Regions from separate parts of the Anas platyrhynchos genome. Here region 1 is linked to region 2. Evidence: chromatin contacts called from public Hi-C data. All regions are on one chromosome and are shown on one strand. Each heading gives the region's core, a stretch centred on a gene start, on an enhancer-like site or on the middle of the called end of the contact. The rest is flanking DNA. Distances are from core to core; before and after follow the strand shown.

What was found. Hi-C and Micro-C count contacts between places; a contact is called where the count stands out from the background.
Region 1: a contact with region 2 is called in a Hi-C map of subcutaneous adipose tissue, with 2.3 times the contacts expected there. The contact joins the enhancer-like site here to the promoter of PLAU in region 2. A contact is called at or near these places in 4 of 8 Hi-C or Micro-C datasets (F1 follicle, skeletal muscle and subcutaneous adipose tissue).

What each region holds. Positions count from the first base shown.
Region 1 is chr6:19,359,584-19,365,367 of IASCAAS_PekinDuck_T2T, forward strand. No RefSeq gene overlaps it. Among named protein-coding and RNA genes, the nearest start is that of CAMK2G, 13 kb to the right of the region's middle. Within about 2 kb of position 3,363, at least 4 of the 8 cell types and tissues checked have an H3K27ac peak or open chromatin away from gene starts, as enhancers often do. A contact at or near this core is called in subcutaneous adipose tissue, where this site is marked.
Region 2 is chr6:19,302,531-19,308,074 of IASCAAS_PekinDuck_T2T, forward strand. It overlaps PLAU (plasminogen activator, urokinase), which reads right to left and starts at 2,009. Exons shown (of 11, transcript XM_027459832.3): 1 at 1,867-2,009; 2 at 346-453. The coding sequence starts at 405.

The DNA of each region.
Region 1 (5,784 bases), core at 2,113-4,612, 58 kb after region 2:
ATCACCAGCATCATCCTCACGTCCTGCTGGCCTGGTGCCCTGCAGTGGCCAGGCATGGCTAAGGTCAGGCCAGGAGGATGGTGAGGCTGATGCGAGACCAGGCACACCTCAGCGTAGCTTGGGCAAGGACCAAGGCTGGGGGCTCCAGCTGCAGCACTTCCCGAGCAAAAGCAGGGCAGGCCCCGGTTCCTCAGCTCTTTCTTGCAGCAGTCTGAGCCAGGTTACTGCTGAGTCTGGGCCTCATGCACAGGCAGCCAAACCCCGGAGCAGGGGAGGTGCGCTCAGGGCCTGGGCAGGTAGAATTTGCCAACAGTCCCTTCTTGTTCACGGGCACCTGGGACTGGGCGGTGAAGTCAGCTGGCATGGACTTGCCTCTGATTGCTCAGACCTGCCTGTAATTGTTTATGCAAAGAAATCCTAAATGCCTGTTTATTAACAGATAATGCCCGTGTTAGTAAGACTGTGGCTTTGGCTGTAATTTCTGCAAGGTAGGTATGTGCAAGTGGCTGTATTTTTTTCATATAGCCTGTCATTAAAACAGCTTGAAAGCCAATATCTTTAGAAATGGTGAAATTAATGATTTATCTATTCCTGTTGTGTGACGATGATAGCAATTAATCATAACTAGTATTTGTGTTGTATTGTTCAGCCAAATTACAGAGAAAGATATAACTATTTTCATAATCTAGAGGAGGAAAATAGGTCTCAGAGAGGTCAAAGGAGAGGTGAGCCAGAATGTGTGAGATCAGCCATCCAAGAAGAAATATTTGGCACATAACAGCAGACTATTTTTATTTTAATATTTTTCCCCAGAGATGCTGAACACCCAGAGCTTGCTTTGAAATTACTTAAGCATTTCTGAAGATCTTGTATTTCTAAGTAGGTATGTAACTCCAGGTGCTCCAGCTTGAGCTGAGCAACTTGCATACAAGGTGTCACTCCTAGCTGTCATGGAGGAATAGAAACTGGGAGCCACGATCAAAAATCCCATTTACATCCTGTTTTATCGTAAAGCGGCTGGTTATCTGGGAATGACAGGATGATAGCAGTAGCTTTGCTCCAGCTACTCTTTTTGAATCTGCCAGGTTGCACTAGTTTCCTTTGATTATGTCTTGTCTGACTTTATTGCTAGGTTTGCTCACAGCTGAAGAAAACAAAACAAAACAAAAAACTGGCTGTGGGGTCTGCAGAGTACAGCTTTCCTGAAGCAAATCTTCCTGACCATCTGACAAGACACTTGTTTGGCTCAGCTCATGCTAGTGAGAAAAGCACTCTTATGTTTGGGGATGAAACTCTACACAAGTCCCCGGAAGAAGCCTACGCTCTTGGATTACCAGGGGCTGGATGAAGAGAATTGCACCATTTCCCATCACTCAAGACCACCCAGCTGTCATCAGCACCCACACTGCACATCCGACCCACTTCTAGGTGAGTCAAAATCCCAGAATACTGATTGTCCAGCAGAAGTAATTAATTTGCTTCATTCATCACCAGCCGGAAACAGGGTCTAAAACCTTTTGGGAACAGCCTCCAGATGGACATCAGTCTGGAACTGGAGTGTTCCCAAAGATCTGAGGAGCCCTTCAAAGCCCTCAACCAAGGTGCATTTCTGGCTCCCTATTTCTCCTATAAGTAGCAAACTGCTAATTCCTAAGACAGCTCCTACTTGAACCAAATAACTTTTGCTAAATCTGATGTTCAGCATTGCTTTTACTCAAAATAGGGGGTTAATGCAGCATCTCTGTAGCTCTGTGGTTAACACTTGCTGCTTTTACTGTAGAATCCTGCAAGAAAGGACACAGGCCTCTGTTGATACAGCTCCAAATAAACTGTTAACCAGGTTCACTTCTTTGGCCAGGTAGGGCATGCCTAAGATCCTTCCTTTCCTTCCCAACTCCCCAGGGTACTGGCAAGGTTTCGTAGAGAAGCCTGAATGGCACAGTGTGAACTAGATCTGCTTCAAAACAGAGCTTATTAGTGCAGCTCACCCATCTTTTCCAAATATCACAGTTGTCTTCACATTTTGAAAAGCAATTAAAATCAACAGCACGTAACATCTCACAGCTGTAGTAAACATTTCCTTTGGCCGTGGCAAACTGCCCTGGGGACTTTAAACCACAAACAGCAATGCAATTCTGCTTGCAGTGGGGATGCGCATTAAAGTTTGACACAAAAACTAGTTCGTGTCCCCGTCCCCCCCCCCATTTTTTTTTCTTGTTTTTTCTTTGCAAATCACCTGGGGAGCCACAACCTCCAGTGTGCTGAAGTTAGAAAAAGAAAGACACCTGAGCAAACCAGAGCTTGGTATTCTGGAATTTATGAAAAGCATAAAGTTTGGTAGAAGCAAGTATTAATCATGGATTGCTGAGAGTGATGCACACCCTACATAATATTCATTTCTCACTGGCTACAGGTTTGTCTGGTTAATCCCACACACTGATATTCATTGCCTAAATGAATACACCCACAGCAAGAACAGAGCAATTTTGCGGGGGATGTTAGTTGGCATAACTTCACTGACTGTTAACAAGTCTTCATTCTTTATGGACCAGTTGCCAGTCATGGCTCTGTCCATGATTTATAGGGCTTAGAAGTGCCATCATCATCCTGCAAATGAAGAGATAGAAGCAAGAAGTGTAGAGCTTGTCTGAGGGCACTGCAAAACCAGCAACTAAACATCTGACAGTTGCAGACCTCTATTTACAAATGTAAATTGCCTGGTGGTGTCGGTCTTGTTGTGTTGAAGCAACTCTTGCAAAGTGCCCTAGCTCACAAATAGATGCCTTATCTGAAAAGGACTTTTCAAGAACAGTAAGCTCTCACAGGCTGTTGTGTTTGAACTGGACATTGTCACAGAAACGTGCCGTTCCTCGTGTTGCATTATACTTGTTAAACAATTCTTCCTTCTCACTCGGATCTGCAGTTAAGTGCCTCGCAGAAGGTTCCCAGCTCTGACTGGGTTTGTTGCCTGCAGAGGCACAGCAGGAATTAGCCTGTGCAGAGCACCATGTGGCAGGGGAAGGCACGCAGCTCGCCCGGCTGTCACCTCACGCACTGGGGGCAGCCCTGGGGCAGGGGTCCCTCACCTCTGCGCCGGGGCGGATTTCAGACATGGGAACCGTGAGCTGCTCTTAGGGCTACCCCGAGTAGCAGAAAACGCAAAACCACTGTAATGTGCGTAAATCCAGCGGTCGTATGTGGAATGGAAGCCAGTGTAAGCTTTCGAACGAGTAGAAACAGCTTGTGTCTGAAAGCTAGAGCGCTTTGAGCAGCACTCCCCTGGGAGGCTCGGAGCAGCTCCCCTGCAGGGGCTCGGCCGCCCCCCCCTTTCCCGCCTCTTCCCGCCCGAGCCGCCCGGCCCGGCCCGGGGGCTCCTCCTGGCGGCCGCCCGCTGCCGCTTCTCGGCAGAGCCCGGAGCCACAGGGCCGCTAAGGTAAGAAAAGCCCTGCAGGAGCATCTGGCCCAGCCACCCCCCTGCTGCCACTGCCACCCACCACACCACGTCCCCAGGAACCTTTCCTTGACCCCCCCCAGGACGGTGACGCCACCACCTCCCTGGGCAACCCCGCGCCTGGCCGCTCTTTCTGAGGAGAAAAATCTCCCAAATTATAACCTAAACCTCCCCTGGTGTAATCTGAGGCCATCGCCTCTAGTCCTACCGCTAGTTATCTGCGAGAAGAGCCCAGCTCCCAACACTTTCCTCTCAGGTAATAGAGAGCCCCCCGAGCCCGCAGCCCCGTGTTGGCTGCCTCACAGGCGTGGGCCTGCGCCCTGGCAGCGGGCGGCGTCCCTGCAGGGCTGAGGCGCTGAGGCACTGAGGCACAGAGGCACAGAGGCACGGCATTTCGCTGCTGGCCATTCTTGGGCTCCTCTCCTGTGTGGATTGCACCCCGCTCATGCACCTGGCCTCCTCCTGGATCACTCCTCTTCGCTTCTCTGATCACAGCGTGTGTGCTGCCACTGGACTACGCATTTCGGAAAACACTAAGGTCTGCTTACAGCAAAGTGTCTTTTGGGGCTAGTATTTAAAATATTAATTTTAAATGTTTGAGGCCTCTTGTTATTTTCTGTGCAAGCATCACGTCACTTTCCAGTTGTCTTCCTTCTAGTCTGAAGAGTCCCAGTTCACTTAGCCTTCGTTCGTACCGCAGCATTACCTACCTGTGGTCATCCTTGTTGCCCTTCTTACTTGTGAATAGTCACGGTCTGCTCAGATTCCATCCTTTTGTACATGAAGGTGGGATTTTTTTCCTGATGAGCATCACTTGACATCTGCAGTAAAAGTTAGTGCAGGCAAAAGAGACCAGCAGAAAAAAGCAACCATGAGAGTGGAAGAGTGAGATGCTGCCTTTTGGGGGCAGTATGCACTCGTGTAATAAAAATACCAAGCTTTATTTCTCAAGCACAGACTGTGGGTTTGTTTCAAGAATCCTTATACAGGAACTACCTCCCTGTCAGATGTGATCTGGTTCCTTACACCTCCTGTACTCATTAACAGTGGGGCCATTACTTCAGGCAATTAAGTAAATGTTTCTCTCACCACCTCCAGTTCCTAGAGTTGTCTCTCTTTTACTGTAGATTTCTTGTGAGTTGTCTTTTTTTTGTCTCAATATATAAGCATGCTTACTTCTCCCTTATTACTCCTGCTAGTGGATAACTATTTGAAGAGACCCTATAGAGATGCTCTTAGTGGAGGTTAGGCTTTCAGCACAAGTTGTCTAGGCAAACTATTAAAAACAGTGGTTAGAGGTTCTCTTGCCTGTAGTGTGACACATGACAGAAGCAAGTGGCACCTTTAGCCTGGAAAACCTTAATTTAGCTCCTGGGAGCTAAAATATATGCTTTCTGGTCTTTGATTTCTGCCCTGTTACAGTGTGCATACAAACAGAGAATTGAATCATTATTTTCTGAAAAACACAAGCAATTAATAATTGAGATAAGCTGGTTAGTTGTTGTAGTAGATACTGATGCTTAGACTTTTTTTGCAGTAGGAGGTTTCTGAGATGCACAGAAAGAGTGATTACCTCATAGCTGGCCCATCCTGATGTTAGACCTGCATTAATTTTCAAGAAAAATGCCTTAAATGAATTCTGATAGGATCATGGGATGTACTTCAACATTTTTCTGTTGTTTCCCGCCATCCTTTTTATATGTAGTATTAAAAGACTGTTTTAAATAGATGATTAGAAATGAATGTTAATATATGCATTTAGCTATCTTGTGTAAATCTGTTGTTTTCCTCAAACATTTCATTGCCAGCTGACAATTTCCCTTCAAATAATTAAAAAATACAGAGCTGCTGAGATAATTTCCTAACTGCCAGAAATCTCTTTAAGCTTAGAAAACTGAACGTAAATGATTGTTTGTGATTTCTCCATTGAGGTAAATGACACAGAAAAGGGCAAGATCAATTTCTTCTCAGTCTTTTCTCTAATAAGTTTATTTATTTATTTATTTTTAATTTGATTAGTTCTGTTTCTGTAGTGATGTCCGGACATGACTTATTATTGCAACTCTTTTTCCTCTCCTTTTATTGCCATACATCACTGGAAATTCTTGCTGGCTTTTGTAAATAAGTAGCCCATCTCTAAAGGGCTCTGTTGACCTGAGAGAAGACAAGATAGCAGGTCAGCAGAGGAAATGCTTTATGATAAGAAGGCAGGGTCACCTGCTTCAAGTTCCTATTGTAAGGTTAGATTTAAACAAGGGCATGCAAGCAAATGAGCACAAAGAGGTTTTTTACAAGTGGAGAGGACAACAAACACAGAAGTTGTAATGTCAAGA
Region 2 (5,544 bases), core at 759-3,258:
TACTTAAGGTCTAATATCCACCTGCATGAAAGGCTATCAGATTCTTGGTACTTGGTGTCCAAAACTAGATTGCATTATGAGAAAATATAAGATAAATTTCTTGGTTATTGCATGGTGTCTTCACTATTTGTGCTCTAGAAGACACCTTAAGTTAGAAGAAAATCAGAAGGAAATCAAAGGGTTCAAAAAGGTTTCTTGGAAGTATATGTGCAGCAAACGTACATGCAAAGGCAGCAGAAAGAAGCATTCAGATTGAACTCCTAGTACCCTGTCCAAAGCAGAAGTATAATCAAAGAAATAAAAGTGGTTCCAACTAGAACCCCTCTAATTTATTTTAAAACTTACTGGATCTAGTCCCGTGACAAGAGTGGCAAGGGTTACTGAGAGGAAGATTAATAGCTTCATGGTGTTAGCTAACTTCTCACTTCGTTCCTCTTCTGTTTTGTTTTGATTCTGAAAAGGAAAGAGAATTTAGTAGCATGTTGTAGCCTGCAGCATCAGCTTTCTGTTGTCTTACTTGGTTTCAGTGTAAGTCACGATACAACTGACGAAAATTAAGAGGTCGCTTACTGTGGAAGATTGCATATTATTGCCGTAAGTTCAACAAAAGGTTGTTTCATTGCTTGAAGCTTTTTTTGTACATTTAAATACGTAGCCAGATTTTGTGACATGCAAATAAATGAGACAGGGAAATAGGAAAAATCTGTAGTCCTGGATACTGCAGCATAGACTAACAGTCAGAAAGTGGCAGATGGATTTAATTGCAGTCCAGCAGTTTGTACCTATCTAACTGATCATTACTACCTCGTAGCAAGACTCCTAAGAGCACTGAACAGCCCTTTTAAGACCTGGAAGGGAAAGCTCATGTTTTCAGTACCTCGGTAGCTGTCAGCTGCATCATGTTGATGCTGGGCACTTGCATAACCCTGCCTACCACAAACTCTTGACAGTCTGGTCTTGCGGTTACCTCACTGAGAGGTATTAGAGAGGCTTGGAATGCCTTCTGCCTTGACCTCTTACAGGCAGCTACTTCTTGTCATCAAGCTCATATGGTAGCAATCCTCCCAAATGGCTATTAAAAAAGACTAGTCTGGAAAAGTGATGCAGGAAGGAGCTACAAAGTACTCCTTTTTTTAAAAAGAAGAAATACAGTTCAAGTCAGGGAATTTCTTTCTGGGGAGGAAGAATGCACCCTCAGTTCATTAAAAACAATAGTAAGGTAACTATAAAGAATCATTAGGAGACTCCACAGGAACTTTCCTTTCATCTACATTAGCTTTTTTTTTTTCCCCCCCGCAGACTAGAGTTGGTGCCCCACGTTGTTTCTGCACCCCAGGCTTTCAGGTTGCACTAGCTGTTCTGTCACCAAACAGAGCGCCTACTGCCATCTCAGTGCATCTTCCAGCTTAATTCAAAGCACTGCAGTACAAGTACAGGCCACCCTGGGGCACAAACCAAAGCGTGGGAGAGCATCAGTGCATTCGTTTAAAAAATGCAGACCCAGTCCCAAGCGAACTGCTAATGCAGCTGCACCCCCTGCTTTGTAAGCAGCTCAGAAGGCAAGCCGTGCCTCACGCACACTGCTCAGATGCAGCTCGCATTTCTGCAGGCGCACTCTCCCTTCAGCACAAATCACCTGAGGACAGCTATTTTTAAAGGCGCTTAGCAGCTATACGAGTCACTCAGTCCCCTAAATGATTATTTTCTCAGGCCCATCCCTCAGCGCGCCTATCTCTGCTGCAAACCACGCGGCGGCCGGGAGCGGCCTCTCCCCTCGGCACCCCGGGGCAGCAGCGCCCTGCCCCGTCCCCACACCGCGAGCAGCGATGGCTTCTCCGTGCCGATACAGCCCGGAGCGGCACTTACCAGCCCAGGAGCGGGGCAGGAGGCCAGGCACCGCACGGCCGAAGCTGTGCCGGCAGCAGCCTGGGGCGGGCGCTATAAAGGCCCGGCCGGGGCGGTGCCGCCGCCGCTCCCCGCCCGCCCCGGGCCGGGCCGCCCCCCGGGCCGTCCCCCGGGCTCACCTCGCCGCGGGGTGACTCAGGGCGGGGGTTTTCGGTTTCGGGGGGCACCGGCAGCCGGGCCGAGGTCCACGTGGGGCAGGGAGGCTGCTTTCGGCCTCCCCGCGGCCTCCGGCAGCTTTTACGAGAAGTTGTAAAATCAAAAGAGAAACGCGAGCGGCGGCCGTGAGCAGAACGGCTCGTGTCCAAACACGCCTGGAGACGCGAAGGAGCGTGGTGTGTTGTCCTCGGGTTTTTGTGGGGTTATCCCAGTGAGAGAAGCCCTAGCCCCCCAGCCATGAAGGGCATTACATGGGTTCCGGGGGGCCGAGGGCAGGATTTGCCGGCACCTGATGGAGGCCCTACCTGTGGCCGCAGCCGTGTGGGCTGGGAGCGTCGCTGTCCCTGCTCCTCAGAAACCCGCCGTTCGCCGAGCAGTGTCTGCCTTCCACAGAAATACTTGAAGCGCAGCCATTTCGTTAGATGGAATTGGTGATGTCAACTGTGCAAAAAATGCAGGCCCTGAAAACCCTGAAAAGCTGCCTTCTCTGTGCCCTGCCAGTGCGTTTTCTCCTCATGCTGTGACCTTGTGGCACTGTAGTGAAGAACACCATGGGCACGTAGCGTTTGTGGGCACAGCCGTCCTGTCTGCCTTCAGGTACTGCAGGTGACTAAGCCGAGGCAGGTCTCTGTGGGCTGTGTGGCAGATAAAAAGCAGTTTCTGCAGGGACTGCTTTAGAGCAGGGATTGATGTGAATTTCCCTTGCAATGTTTCTCACAGCTGGGCTATTCACAGCTTAAGGAGGCCACCCTTATGTGTTTGGCATGTAACTTCACTGGTAAGAGAATAGCGTAGTTTTCTTTCCCCCCTTTTCTGTTGAGTCTGTGATATAAGCATGCACTTATTCAGGTGCTTACATTCTCTATACCTTTTGTTGTTGTTGTTGTTGTTATGTTATCAGCTCTTCCGGCTCATGTGAGAACAGACCTCACCTCTGCTAAAAGCATGCTGAATCCACATTGACTGGATGGCAGGAACCGCGTCAAGAGAAACAGATCAAGTTGGAAGTCAAAGTGAACATAGGTAAAGAACAAATCTTTCTGCATCTCAGGAGGTTAATTTTCCTCACTCTCTCTGTGGTGAGTGAATATCACAAGCAAACTGATCCTTTAAGAAATAGGGTGGATAATGTGAAGGTAGAATCTCCATTGCACTTTCTTCACTCTAGAATACTGGCTGTGCACTGATCTTATTCTAGGTAATAAATTCCAGGAAAAACAATGCGGATTTTAAAATTACTCTGTAACTTTTATTCACTTAAAAAAAAAAAAATACACAACCCTTACATAATAAGTGAAGAAATGGGTCATGCTTTGGTTCATCATGGGTGAAGGGAAGGGACAAGCTGCCAGGAAGAGGAGGGCTCCTCCAGGTCTGGACAGCTCCTCTTCTTCCTCCTCCACCCCTCCCAAGGAAGAGGTGCCAGGCCTTGGCAGCTTCCTCAGACTTTCTGGAAAAGGAGTCAACACGAGCATCAGGATTTCCTCTTTCACACTTGCTCCCCAAGGAGTGCTGTAGAAGTGAGTAATGACCTTTGCCCTGAACTTCTGACCAAGCAGAGTAATGTCACCTGTTCATCTTCTTTTTCTTAAAACACAAAGATTCATTCTTGTTTCCCAGGTCAAAGAGGCAGAAACTTTTATTTTCACTGTGGCAAAAGACATGGCAAGAATCAAAATTCCCTGTTTCGACCCTTTGTCACAGATTTAGGTTTTTACTGTGTTACTTTTGATACTTTAATGGCAAGTGGCCTGGTCTATGGTGTTTCTTTGTTTCACTCAGACTGGTAAGTTACTGATCAGTAACACTCTGTTGGGTTTGCATTGCATCTTTGGTGTCATCTAATTCCTTTGGCATGAATATTTGCACCTAGGTAGGTGAACATATGATAGTGAAGTGATTGAACTCAAAATAATGTTTAGCAGAGATATCCAAACTTGCTGTAAATGAGTTTGCCTCGGTACTACAGGCAATCTCAAAGCAAACACGGTTGCATGATCTCCCTAAGTCTTAAGTGACTCTCTGGGAAGCAGAAATCGGTCAGATAATTTCCAGTGCCTGAGTTCACTGAGCTACCCAGCTGTTGGCTGGTACAACAAGATCTGAGGTGAGCTTGCAACTTAAATAGATCTTTGGATTTGTCATGTGCCCTGCCTACAGGCAGAAGCCATGGAAAACCTGTAGCCTGGTAGTTCTGGCAAGACCTCATAGCTGGACCTGCCTGCACAAATATGAAATGCATAGACCAAGTGAGTGGGAGGGGTGGCACAGGACCGGTTCTGCTACCAAAGCACTTTTGGTAGCTTCAGGGTCAAAATTTGTGCATTACTCCATGTTTCATGAATGTAGAAGGGCCCTGTTACAAGCCATGATATCTCTCCAGACTAAGATTGTGACAGGCCAGAGGAAAAGGAAGGTCTTTAACTCAAAATTGAACTTGTTTGGGGAAAAAAAAGTTAGCAAAATGAAGGGTCTTCTGAAAGTCTTTCAATGGAACCTATATGCACAGTAAATATAAATAGATGAGAAGCCATGTGACTTAAGAGAGAAACTATTGTACAGACCTATAAGCATGATTATACTTTGCCAGGCACTTTTGGCTTTCCACCGTCTAGTTCTTTTTTCCTTTTTCATATCTGTGGTTTCATCAATTTGATCTGTTATCTGAATTTAGGAGAGATGTATGCAGGATCATAGAATCATTAGGGTTGGAAAAGACCTCCAACATCATCTGGTCCAACCATCGCCCTACCACCAATGTCACCCACTAAACCATGTCCCTAAGTAGCAAGACCAACCTTTCCTTAAACACCCCCAGGGACGGTGACTCCACCACTTCCCTGGACAACATGTCCCACTGCCTGACTGCTCTTTCTGAGAAGAAATGTCTCCCAATTTCCAACCTAAACCTCCCCTGGTGCAACTTGAGGTCATTCCCTCTAGTTCTTTCACTAGTTATCTGTGAGAAGAGGCTGACCCCTAGCTCACAACAACTTCCTTTCAGGATGGTAGGGGAGCTACAAGATATGTCAGGGTTGATCTTGTAGAAAGCGATTTACTCTCCTGAATGAGGACAGTATCTGAACAAGAAAAAGCTATTTACAAAGTTTTAATTCATTCTGTCATTTACATAGTCAAGGCTGTTGATAATAAGTGTTTTTAGATTTCTTTTGTCTGTAACTGGATTATAGCACAGAGTGAAGAAAATGCATATGCCAATTATGAGCTGCTCATCTGATCCAAATCTAAATACCTTGCATTTGTACAGTATTTCTCTCCAATAATTCAGATGCAGTGGATCCAACCGTGAAGGCCAGTAGGATCAGACACATAGTCAGACGATTCCTACTTTACTGTGATTCTGATTTAGATTTCAGTTGCTGATAAAAATCTTGCTGATTATTTTAATTTATTGTTGAAGTAGCTTGAATGTTTCAGACTAGTCTGCCAGCCTGACTTAGCAAATTTAGAAACAATAACAGT